3 separate regions of the Gossypium hirsutum genome follow, and all the other regions are linked to region 3. The links are chromatin contacts, called in public Hi-C maps. All regions are on one chromosome and are shown on one strand. The core of a region is the stretch at or near the end of the contact, and the rest is flanking DNA. Distances in the headings are between cores, read along the strand shown.

Region 1 (3,734 bases), core at 1,197-3,696, 140 kb before region 3:
GCAAACATGCCATTTCCTGATACATTTGACTGAAAAGCGAAATTAAACATATCTTTTAGTTACCATTTTTTTTCAAGAGAGAGAATGTAATAGAAATATGATTTTGAAAAGAGGCATATCTTAAAACAACTTAATTCTCAATATGAAAAAATATATATATCAATGATCACGAACCTGGGACTATACCAACAGTATATGGTGATCCTGGCGAAGCATAGACCGTTATGTGATGAATGTGCACATGGCTGCATAACATCCGAGTAGATAAATTTTAACTTTCTTGAATGGGCAACGGATCAAATAGAAGTTCTAAAGCAATCAGAAAGGTATTCAAACTAACCTGCAATAGACTGGATGAATGTTATATGCAGGTGCGTTAAGGAAAGTAATGTTCGAAACAAGTATAGATTCAGAAGACACAAATTCCACAAGGTGAGGGCAGCTGTAGTTTAAAGAATGAGACGTGAACCATTCCCACCAAACTGAGCCCTGTCCATCTATAGTTCCATTATCACCTAGTGCAACAAGCAAGTGTGAGTTCATCTGCGACTCAACCAAGATTCTAATGAACACAGTTAAGAGAAAATCGTACCGGTTATTACGACATCACGCAACATATACCCATTTACCAAACTCCGATATCTCTTTCCAGGAAGTTCAGTTCCTGGGCCATAAGATGGTAAAGGTTCAACAATGTCCCAATGAGATGGATCCTTCAGGGCCAAAAATGGTTCTTAGTAATAAGTTGGTTTCTATTGGAGAATCATACGTTAAAATAAGATGGAAAACAAAAATACCTGAGATCCAAGAATCACTGCACCTTTTTCCAAGAAGAGAGTGAGATGGCTTGTAAGATTGAAACTTCCGGTAAGCCATCTTCCCGGCGGCACATAAAGTTGTGCACCACCTTTGTCAGCAAAAGACTTAAGATAGAAAATGGCATTTTGGAAGGCAATGGTATTCAAGGTTTTGCCATCTCCAACAGCACCAAATTCCAATATGGATACACTATGTGGTCTTGAGCGCAATGTTAGATTAACATCACACAGCCCATTGCTTTCTTCTCCATGGATTTTGATTGCATTGCACAATGCCAGCAGCAACAGCAATGCCACCTGAGGCACAATGTTAAAATTCAGACACTAATGGAGATAACTGATTTAGAAAGAAGAGAGGAATATGCAGTTAAAAAGGGGGAATTTTCACATCAAGGATACAAGACAAGAACAAAGAGAACAAAACCCTTAATAGCTTAAAAAAGCTCGAGTACATAACAAAATTTATGAGTAGCAAACAGTATCAAAACTAAGTATAAACATGTCAAAAAGGATACAAATGGTAGCAACAAAAGGTAGCTATGCCTTGTAATGCTGTAAGGCCAAAAAGAGGAAACATCTAGTCAGTTTGTCTAAACAAAGAAAAATGCAAACTTTGGACATATTATATCAAATATGATGAATTAAGGATGGGTGATTGTCCAAATCAAATCTAGTTTATTGAGGAGTCAAATGACTAGGAAACTGAAATAAAGGAATTACAAAGAGGCATTAAAGCAAACACATAAATTGCAGCAAAAAAAAAACTATTGAACCGTTTCAATGTTAAAAGAATGATCTTATAACTCCAAAACCAAGGAAGATGGAGAAGTTAAAAAGTTTCAGATTCCAATCAAACCAAAAGTCTGGTAACAAAAGGGTTGTAATATCAACTAAAATTCCACAACTTCAACAACAGAACACAAAACAACAAGTAAAAATGAAAGCTTCACTATCATCAGAAAACTATTGAATATGTTTAAGTTGTATTATCATTTACCACCATATCCACTTAGGAAAAATCCCAGAAAAGTTGTCAGTTTTATTAATCTTCAACAAATCTTCAAATCTTTCAGATTTTCAATCCAAAGAAAAGAAAACAAATCTCAGTAAAAAGAAACGTACTTACTGGCATCTTCATATGTCAACGGACTCAGTTAAACTGAGCTGAGAGATACAAAGCAGTGAAGAAGAAGAAAAGCTGATACGGTTCAAACAAACGGTAGAAATAAAACAAAAATAGAAGAAAAAGAAGCACCGCAAAAACAGGCAGCTTTCTGTAAGCATATGAATTATTATGAGCATTAATCATATATAAAAGACACCAAAATTTTAGTATTTTTCTTTTATTTGGACTCAGAAAACGGTTTCAAGTAATATATATATGACAGCTTTGGTTTTTTTTTTTTCAATTTCCATGCATTTGAGCAGTGTAACCAAGAGAATAATTGTAATAAATTAGCATAAATGCCACTAAAAATATGATTAATAACGTCTCTCGCCGACAATTTTGTTTGATATGACCCCTCTCACTCCAGTGAACCATACAGTAACACAGGTGTTGTGCTGTGATTTCTTGCATTTGTTAAGAATAGTATTAGGAGGAAAACATAACAAAAGTGGGAAGTGATTGGGTAGATTTTGAGATTTATTTCGAGACATAAGTTAAAGTTAAGAGGTGGGTTTTGTCAGTATGTTGGGGGAGATAATGACCCAGATCGACACGTCAGAGGGGTAGGATGGAAAATGTGTGCAACATAAGGTGAGAGAATACATGGGGCATTGAGACCGCATGTGGGTTGACAGGGTAGAGAGGGGTAAAGTAGGTCCCATGTTCAATCATGGCGAAAATGCTAGCCTGGACTCAATCACTTGACAGAACATACCACACCACAACACAACCCATTAAAGAAAATTTTTTTTTTCTAAAAACTTAAAAACTCCCATTTTTTGAGCGTCAGTCATGCTGTGATTTCGGGTCCAGTTTTTGCCAATTAGAGTAACACTGACAATGTGGCAGCTTTCATTTATACCAAACGAAAAGAAAAAGATGATTTTATTTTTTAAAATAATAGTTCAGGTTTTTAGTTTGGGAAAGTGGTGAAGAATAATTGGGAAAATGGAATCTTTTAGGTGGTATTGAAGTTTTCTTTGAAATTTTAATGAAATTCTGGAAATTAGTATATGGCTTTTAGTCTACTTAATAAATAATAATGAATTAAAATTAGCCCACCAAAGAAAGAAAAAGGCAAAATATATGGTCAGTTTGCTATATTATATTCAACTTCTGCTCTGTCAATATGAGAATTGGTGATTAAGAAAAATGGCATATATGTTCCTTCTATGAATAAGAAACCATGTTTTATATTTCTATTTGACTGTATAAAATATACCTGGGGAATGACTAAAATGATTAATGGTTGGGTAATATCTCTTAAATGATATTCTAAGAAGGTGACAAAGTGGGAACATGATATAGGAAGGTGTAGATACATCTTTCATAAGCAGGAATGGGATTTTTCTGGTTTAGGGCGCATAGAGAAGTATCAAAATTTATGAGAGTGTAAGTTCGTGAAGCTCATTAAATGTAGGATTTGTTTGGTGATTGGTGGAAGGATGGATAAGGAGGAGAGTCTAACTACCCACCGTGATTGGGACATCTCTTCAACATCATCACACGTATTCCCAATGGTTTTTTTTTTCAATTAATAAAAGGCATAATGAGCTATTCCACGTTCAATTTTATAAAAAAAATCATTTTATTTATTTATTATTAAAAAATTAATAAAACAATAATAATAAATAAAAAGTTGATGAAAAATATGAAAGAATTTTTTATTGTTTAATTTTCATTTACAATGTGTTATTTATAAGCCCCTCTACATTCAATTAGTAAATGTATTACATTCAATAAATTAA
Region 2 (3,751 bases), core at 301-2,800, 160 kb before region 3:
TTGATCTAGAATAATAATTACACTCAATTAATCAATACCAATAGAAAAATTAACTCATTTTATGCTAATAAGTCCTTTTATACATTTTTACAAAATTACCCCCAATATTTTACCTTTTATGCAATTTAGTCCCTAGGTCCAAAACTTATAATTTAACCATTTCTAACAAAATAAGTTCAGACGAATTGTTTAATACTTCCCTCCAGCCCATATTTGATGTTATCTCACATTAAGTCCTTGTAATTTTATTACTTTAACATTTTAGTCCTTAAACATTAAAATTATTAAAAGTTACTTTATGAAATAGTTCTATTTAACAATCAAGCTTAATAATCTTCCATAAAACTTCAAAAACATACTAAACTCATCAATATAATCCACAACATTTAACAATTTTACCAATTAGTCCCTGGATTAGCTAAATTAAGCTAATATGAGCTCAAAAATATGAAAATTACTAAAAAGGGGGAAGGTTTACCTACCAAATCAAAGAGCCCTAGCTTGGCCGAAAGTGTTCTCTCCCTTGTTATGGTGTTTCTGCTAAAGATGGTAAGTTGGAGGAGATGATACCTTTTAATTTTTTTATATTTTATTTTACTTAATTGATTTGTCAATTTATTAAATTAACCTTTAATTTCTAATGAAATTTCAACTTCAACTTCAACTCACCTAAACCGTCCACTATCTTAACTAATGGTATAATTACCATTTAAGGAGGGTTTAATTTCACAATTGGTTCTTCAATTATTTTAAATTTTTAGCAAAACAAAATTAATTCTAATTTAACCCTGAACTAATTAGGACTTAATAAGGAAATAGCCCAAAAGCTATTTGATTAATCATTCCACCATCGCTTGGACTTTTTGACCATGGTTTAATCACCATTTTGGTCCCTTTACTATTTTAAAACTATAGCGATTAATTTTTACCTCTTTTACTATTTAATCCTATTTAATTAATTAACTATATGAACAATAAAATTTTTTAACCAAAATCTAATAAAACCCTAATGACCTCATAAATATTAAATAATTAATATTTATGGATTGATACGTCATAGTTATGATCTCAAAACTATTGTTTTTGACACCACTAAAAAACGGGATGTTAAAGAACAAGTAAGTAATATCCTAGACTTTGCCTTAGAGAAGTAATTTTAAGAGGAGGCTGTGTAAGGACTAAAGCACGAAAAGCATCGATATGAAACTTTGTGTAGTAAATTTATTGTGTAGGCGTAAAATATAAATGTACTCAATCAATTAAAGATATGAAACTTTTTTTAGGTTTTAACTAACACTAAGATATTATTATATTAAATCTTATTTGGAATATTGGTTAGAAATCACTCATCCCCCTTTCATTGGAATGAACATCTTAATCTTAAATTTATAGATAAGATATCTATAAACAGGGTTTCCCGGTAATCCCGATTTAACCCGAATGGGCCAATTAGTGGGCCGATAATCTTAGTGGGCTTTAAAAGCCGTCAATTTAAAAAATAATATTTTAAAAGGAAAATATAAAAGCCCTAAAAATATTAATCTTCGTTAAGTCGGTATTTTGGCGTCTTAACTCTAACTGAGAGAAAAAAAAACAAAGCCAGCCAGATTAAAGCATCTCTTCTACTATAATTATATCAAGGCAAGTAATTTCCTCATGGATTTATTGTCAACTTTTCTCTTTTTTTCAAAACTTTTTTTGTCTGAAGTTTTTTTTTTGTTCAATTTCTGGTATTCAGGATTGTTATTCGATTCGATAAGTTAAGAGTAAATGGAGGACTGGGGTAAATATTTTTTTCTCAATTTCGATAACTTGTTTATTCTTTTAGTAAGAATTTGATTGATAACTAATGTCCGAATTTCCTTTTGTATGTTTTATTGTGTACGAACTTGCATGCGGAGGCTTTATTTTGACTAGTTTGATTACTGTATGCTTTTTCTTTCGTTTTTTTATGGGGTTGAGGTTTCTCAAAGCTGACTGCCTTGAGTAAGGGTTTATTAGGGAATCGGTTGTGGTGTTGCATGGTGGAAAGGATTAGATTACAGAGAAAACTGAGTGGGTTTTCTTTTTTCAAGCGGAAGCTTAGCGATTCCAGCAACATGTTGGGAAGCTAGACCGAGCTTTAATTTTAGTGATTCACAAGTGCTTGTTCTCAAATTGAGCTCAAGCCATTGGCTGACGGTTGGCCCATTCTTACCTAGGAGGTTTAAAGTGCAAAGAGTTCCACACTACTTTAAAGCAGCTTCAGTTCAATATACCTTTCATCTGCAAGTTGTTAATTAGTACTAGAACTATGATATATTTTAGTAATTCCAGATCCTTAACTGAAGAACCTGTCATACAATGTCCTTTTTATTTTGATCTGCTGCTTGTCCTCTTTTTCATTTTTTTTCCCACTTTTGAATGTTATTGTTGTAGAGGATGAGATTCCACCTATCCCTGCAAAGAAGCTGCCTAAAAGCAAATGGGATGATGAAGATGTTGATGATACTGATGTTAAGGAATCATGGGAGGATGAGGATGAAGATGAACCTCCTCAGGTATGATGACTTCCTTATTACTAGGTATTAGTCAGTTTAATAGTATTTACTGCTAGAGCTTTTTTCTGAATATCATTAGTTCTGTTGTCTTAAAATCTATATGATGCAAAATATCAAGTTTCTACCACCTAACCATAGGCCAGAAGATCTGGTTACTAGTGTCTATTGTTAGTGTATTGGTCTGCTAATGTAATTTTGAAAGTTATAAGCTCTTTTTAATGACAAGTTATATTCTAAATTTGGTTTTCATGAATGTATCTCAGGGATAGTTGGATGGATACATACTAGGATAAATACTGTAGTAGGATCTGGTCTTAAGTTACCAACCAAAATTGAATTTTGGATTTGATGTTGTAAATTTTGTTAAGATGAACATCAATCATTTCTTGATCTTGTAAGAATTCCTTCTCGTGGCTCATTATTTTCCTGTCTGCATCAGTCAAGTAATCTGATTGATGATGTAGAGTGATAGGATTTGTCACATTGTGGAACTTGAATCCTTGAATTGCTTGATGACGGTCAGTTTCATTCCATCAAAGATCCTTGATATCATGTTGCTTTGTGTTTCGTTTCTTCTAGCTAGCCTAGCTGGACTGATATATAGATTGAAAGAATTACATAAGTAAAGTTGAAAATTTTCACATAAAGGAACCACCCAGGTCTTGATCTATGTATAGAAGATTTCCTGGGGTGATGGAGTGACTGTAACGTGAATGAATAGCTCCTTATCCTATAAAGAGAGCACATTAAGGCTTACAGTTATCATCTCTCTTCCCTTTGTCAGTGAACTGTCGATTATATCATGAAGTAGTCTCAAAATCAGTTAGTCTATCAATCTGTAGTTGAATATTCAAAGTATTGTGCGAGTAGTGTGTGTTTTGGTGGGCACTGGGCATACAACAGGCTTGGCGCACATGATCAGTCTAGGAAGATCTTAAGACTAACTAGAGAAACAAGGCAATCAGTTCTATTGAAAGAGAGGGTGCAATGGCCGATGGGCATCAAATATTCGATTCTATTTCTTGCCTGTTGCAATGTGTGATAACAAAATTCTTTTGTTGTTTGGATTTGATAAGACAGGAATGGTATTTTCTTGATCACCTGAAAATATTGAAATAAAAAAGAACGAACTTGAACAAAAGGATATTGCCTTCAATGCTTACCATTTGGAGCTAGAACAAAGTAGATGAGAGTGTTTCCTAGGGTGTTAG
Region 3 (3,645 bases), core at 906-3,405:
ATAGATTGTGCAGACCGCAACCGTTTCATTAAGTGCTCATGATCAGTGCTCCCATACTCAACCATTCCAGGTGTATTTGATGGTGTTCTCGGATGTTTCAGAACTGAAACTGCGGTAAAATTCAAAATCAGATCAGGTAAGGAACTAATTATACAAGACCAAGATTTAAGACTAAACAGAATGACCCTCTTTAAATCAAACTTAAATCAATTTGAAGGAGTATACGACCAAAGCCCTGGAGTCTCTCAACTCCCTTTTCATCAAGATCATTCCCACAGTTTCACTAACAAGGAGACAAACGAAGAGGGCAGAAAGCACAAAGAATAGATATATGTCCCAGAAAAATTTACTCAAATGAATATAATATCTGAAGGAAATATATGAAAACTGAAAAGTATTGCTCCTTAAAGATGTTTATTCGACTACCATGATGAACCTGACAGCCAAAATGTCAACAACAATAAAAACATTAATGTTACCTTGATTTTGAGGAAAAGGCAAGGATGAAGCAGAAGCAGAAGCAACAGCGAGGGCAGATTGGACTGATGAGGAAGGATTGACATTTCCCATCCAGCCAGCTAAAGCAGTAGGATTAGGTGGAAAAGACTGCAATGCCATAACATGAGACAAAAAGCATTCTAAGTTCAGTACTAGATACATGCATCAGGAATATCCATGATTCAAGACTATAGTAAGCATTAGGATCATACATGTGCTCCTACTGGAGCATATGTTGAAGGTTTAGCAACTGCAGCAACTGGAAAAGTTACTGGAGTAGGTGCACGAGCTCCATTTGGGGGTGAACAACTGTGATCAGTGAACAAGGTTTTTATATCTGGATTAGGCTTAGGGTTCTTGCACAGCTGGTGTTGCCAGTTCAAACTGCAAATAAACAATCAGTCAGATTCAACATCATCCATACCATAAATACGACCAAATTTTCATGTAACGATGGGTAAAAATCACCTTTGATTAATTAGAGTTCGCAACCGTGATGCCTTCAAAGTAGGGAAAACAAGCTTTTCACGAAACAAGGGATTTGCTTCTATTAGTTTCTTAAGCTCAATCAGCATTATGCTCCGAGCCGATTTAGTATCACCATACTTTGATAACTGCTCATTTTCCCTACATTATATCACAAACAAAAAACTTAGGAAGTCTTAAACTGCCTATAATTTTATATCCAATACCAACCTTCAATCATTACCTAAAGTTCCCCAGTGTTAAAAGGTGGGTAATTTCCTTAAAAAGTTCTTCATTAAATGTGGAAAAAACCTTCAAATCCTTCACTAAAATCTCAACAGCTTTAGCTCTATCATTACTGAAACACAACAAAAAAAATGTCAAAACAATATATTATTATACGTAATTACAACAAACCCAATCTCATTGGCATTAACTAAGCAAAAAAAAAAACAAAGGGAAACAGAGATTACCGGTCCAAAGCTTCTAGATACTTCTGCTTTCTGATCTCAAAAAAAATCTTCATTGAATACCGGTTATCGTCGACTTTAGTGAACCCAGATAGGTATTTCTCAACTTCGTCCCATTCTCCGGCGAGAATTTTCTCTTCGAAGTATTTCATGTTGAAGAAGAACCCTGACTCTTGCTCTAATCTGTGAGCTCCACCACAAAAAACGACACAAAATCCAATTAAAAACGACAATACCAAACATATATACATATATATGAAAAATGAATTTAAGAGCTTACCTGTGAACGGTCTCTTTAAATTTTTCTTCTTCAAGGAACTGGAGAATCAAAAACACTAATTCTCTGCTGAGAGAAGACATTTCTTCCCAATTACTTTGAACAAAAAAAAAACTTAATCAATCGAGAAATTGAGAATTTAAATTAGGGGCTAAGGTTTTTGATTTTGACCAAAAGAAATATAAACAGAGCAAAAGCGAGAGAAATGAAGTCTGAGGATGAGTGAAAGGTAAATTGAAGAAGATGAAGAAGAGGTGGTTGAAAAGACGGCGTCTCTTGTAAGTTAGCGGCTGGTGGTGGTGTTTAAGGTGAGGAATCGGTCGTACTTTTGACAGATTTCTAGGGTTAGCGGTTCCAATTTCATGCTTAGCGTTCAACGAAAACAGTAAAAGAAAAAAAAGCTGCCAAACCAATAAGAAAAAGAAATTGAAAAAGCGAAAAAGATAACGAAGAGAGAGAAGTTGAGTTCTTTTAACTTTTTTCGATGCATTTTTTGCAGGGTATCTGCGATACACAACAACCTATCACTTGATAAGTAAGTCAACTTATCACTGGATTTGATAAGTTCAAATACTTATGACTATCCTGAAACGATTACGTGGGGTTAAACTGATTTTTAGCTATTGCTGTCTGCAAACGGGAGTTTGTAGAACTGGGTTAGGTGATTACGTGGATGAAACTTAATGGTTTGTTGGAAAAGTTATTGAGTGGGTTGTGATGTAGAAGTTGATAACTTTTGGATTTGCGTGGTTTCTAACGGAACTGAAAATGGGAAATTAAGTGGATTAAATAAAAGATACTAAAGTCCACCACATCCATCTGCCGTTCCACTGTCGGTTAAAGACTCACGTGTCACACTTTGACACTGCAGTCTGCTCGACAACTTAAATTGTGTCAGGTTCTATTTTTTTATTTATCTCCTCAGAAATTCTAGAATCGGAAGCTTCCAATAAATTAAACTAGGAAATTAAGACTTAAATATACCCTTGATGTCATAAGTTAATCGTGGTAAATTTGAAAACTTATTAAAATATTTTGTATAAAATTAATAAAATTTTAATTTATGATACAATAAAATTTAAATATTTATTTTTAATTTATTTGATTACTTCTAATACTATTCTTTTTCCTTTTCTTTATTATATATATTCATATGGTAATGTACTAAATTATAATATATAGGGAAAAAAATAATTTATGGTGTTTTAGGATAAATAGTGGAATTTGTTAAAATAGTACATGAGAAATGAACATAATTGTTGAAAATAATTGATAATATTTTTTTATTTAAATTTATTTGTCTAGTAAAATACTTAGGTGGTGCTATTAATTTTTTATTTTTTATTTTAAAAGAGTTGGTTGCCATTATTTATAACATCAATTCAATTAAAGAGTTTTATATATTGTGTCAACCCTTATTTAGAGCAGTGGTTGGAATTTCCATCAATAACTTAGATGATATGAGTTTTAGCCTTGACATCCTCTCTCCCAATATTGTATTGATAAAAATAAACTATATCTATATTATATTACCAAAAGAAACTATACCTATATTACAATAAACTATATATATTAGAGTATGTCACACTTATAATGAGAGTGTAAAAATTATATAAAATGTTGATTAAAAATTTATGTAATAATAAAAAAAGTTTAAAATGACAAAGTTGAATATTCATAATAAAGGTATCTTAGGTTCAAATATCTTTAATCATAATAATATCTTTAAAAATAGTTCTCATAATAATATAACTTACTTTGTACAATTAATCATTTTTAATCATTTTTCAATTAAATTAGTGTACAATTAATTTATAATACTAATTTAATTGGAAATTTAAATAATATAAATATATCTTTAACTTGAGAAAAGAAAATCGAAGTCCAACGAAACCTTAAACACTTGATATCAAGCACGTCATCAAGATTGTGAAA

What was found. Hi-C and Micro-C count contacts between places; a contact is called where the count stands out from the background.
Region 1: a Hi-C map of leaf shows a contact between it and region 3, with 2.8 times the contacts expected there. The contact joins the promoter of LOC121208529 here to the promoter of LOC107896646 in region 3. A contact is called at or near these places in 21 of 34 Hi-C or Micro-C datasets (anther, callus, cotyledon and 5 more).
Region 2: a Hi-C map of leaf shows a contact between it and region 3, with 2.8 times the contacts expected there. The contact joins the promoter of LOC107896643 here to the promoter of LOC107896646 in region 3. A contact is called at or near these places in 13 of 34 Hi-C or Micro-C datasets (cotyledon, hypocotyl, leaf and 2 more).

The regions. Positions count from the first base shown.
Region 1 is chrA10:98,580,426-98,584,159 of Gossypium_hirsutum_v2.1, reverse strand. It overlaps LOC121208529 (probable polygalacturonase), which reads right to left and starts at 2,446. Exons shown (of 6, transcript XM_041079396.1): 1 at 1,945-2,446; 2 at 798-1,115; 3 at 593-713; 4 at 341-515; 5 at 175-245. The coding sequence starts at 1,956.
Region 2 is chrA10:98,603,150-98,606,900 of Gossypium_hirsutum_v2.1, reverse strand. LOC107896643 (eukaryotic translation initiation factor 3 subunit J) reads left to right here and starts at 1,550. Exons shown (of 7, transcript XM_016821856.2): 1 at 1,550-1,641; 2 at 1,739-1,783; 3 at 2,419-2,540. The coding sequence starts at 1,771.
Region 3 is chrA10:98,439,868-98,443,512 of Gossypium_hirsutum_v2.1, reverse strand. LOC107896646 (topless-related protein 2) reads right to left here and starts at 2,155. Exons shown (of 24, transcript XM_016821862.1): 1 at 1,714-2,155; 2 at 1,437-1,616; 3 at 1,208-1,321; 4 at 967-1,125; 5 at 711-882; 6 at 480-606; 7 at 1-109. The coding sequence starts at 1,793.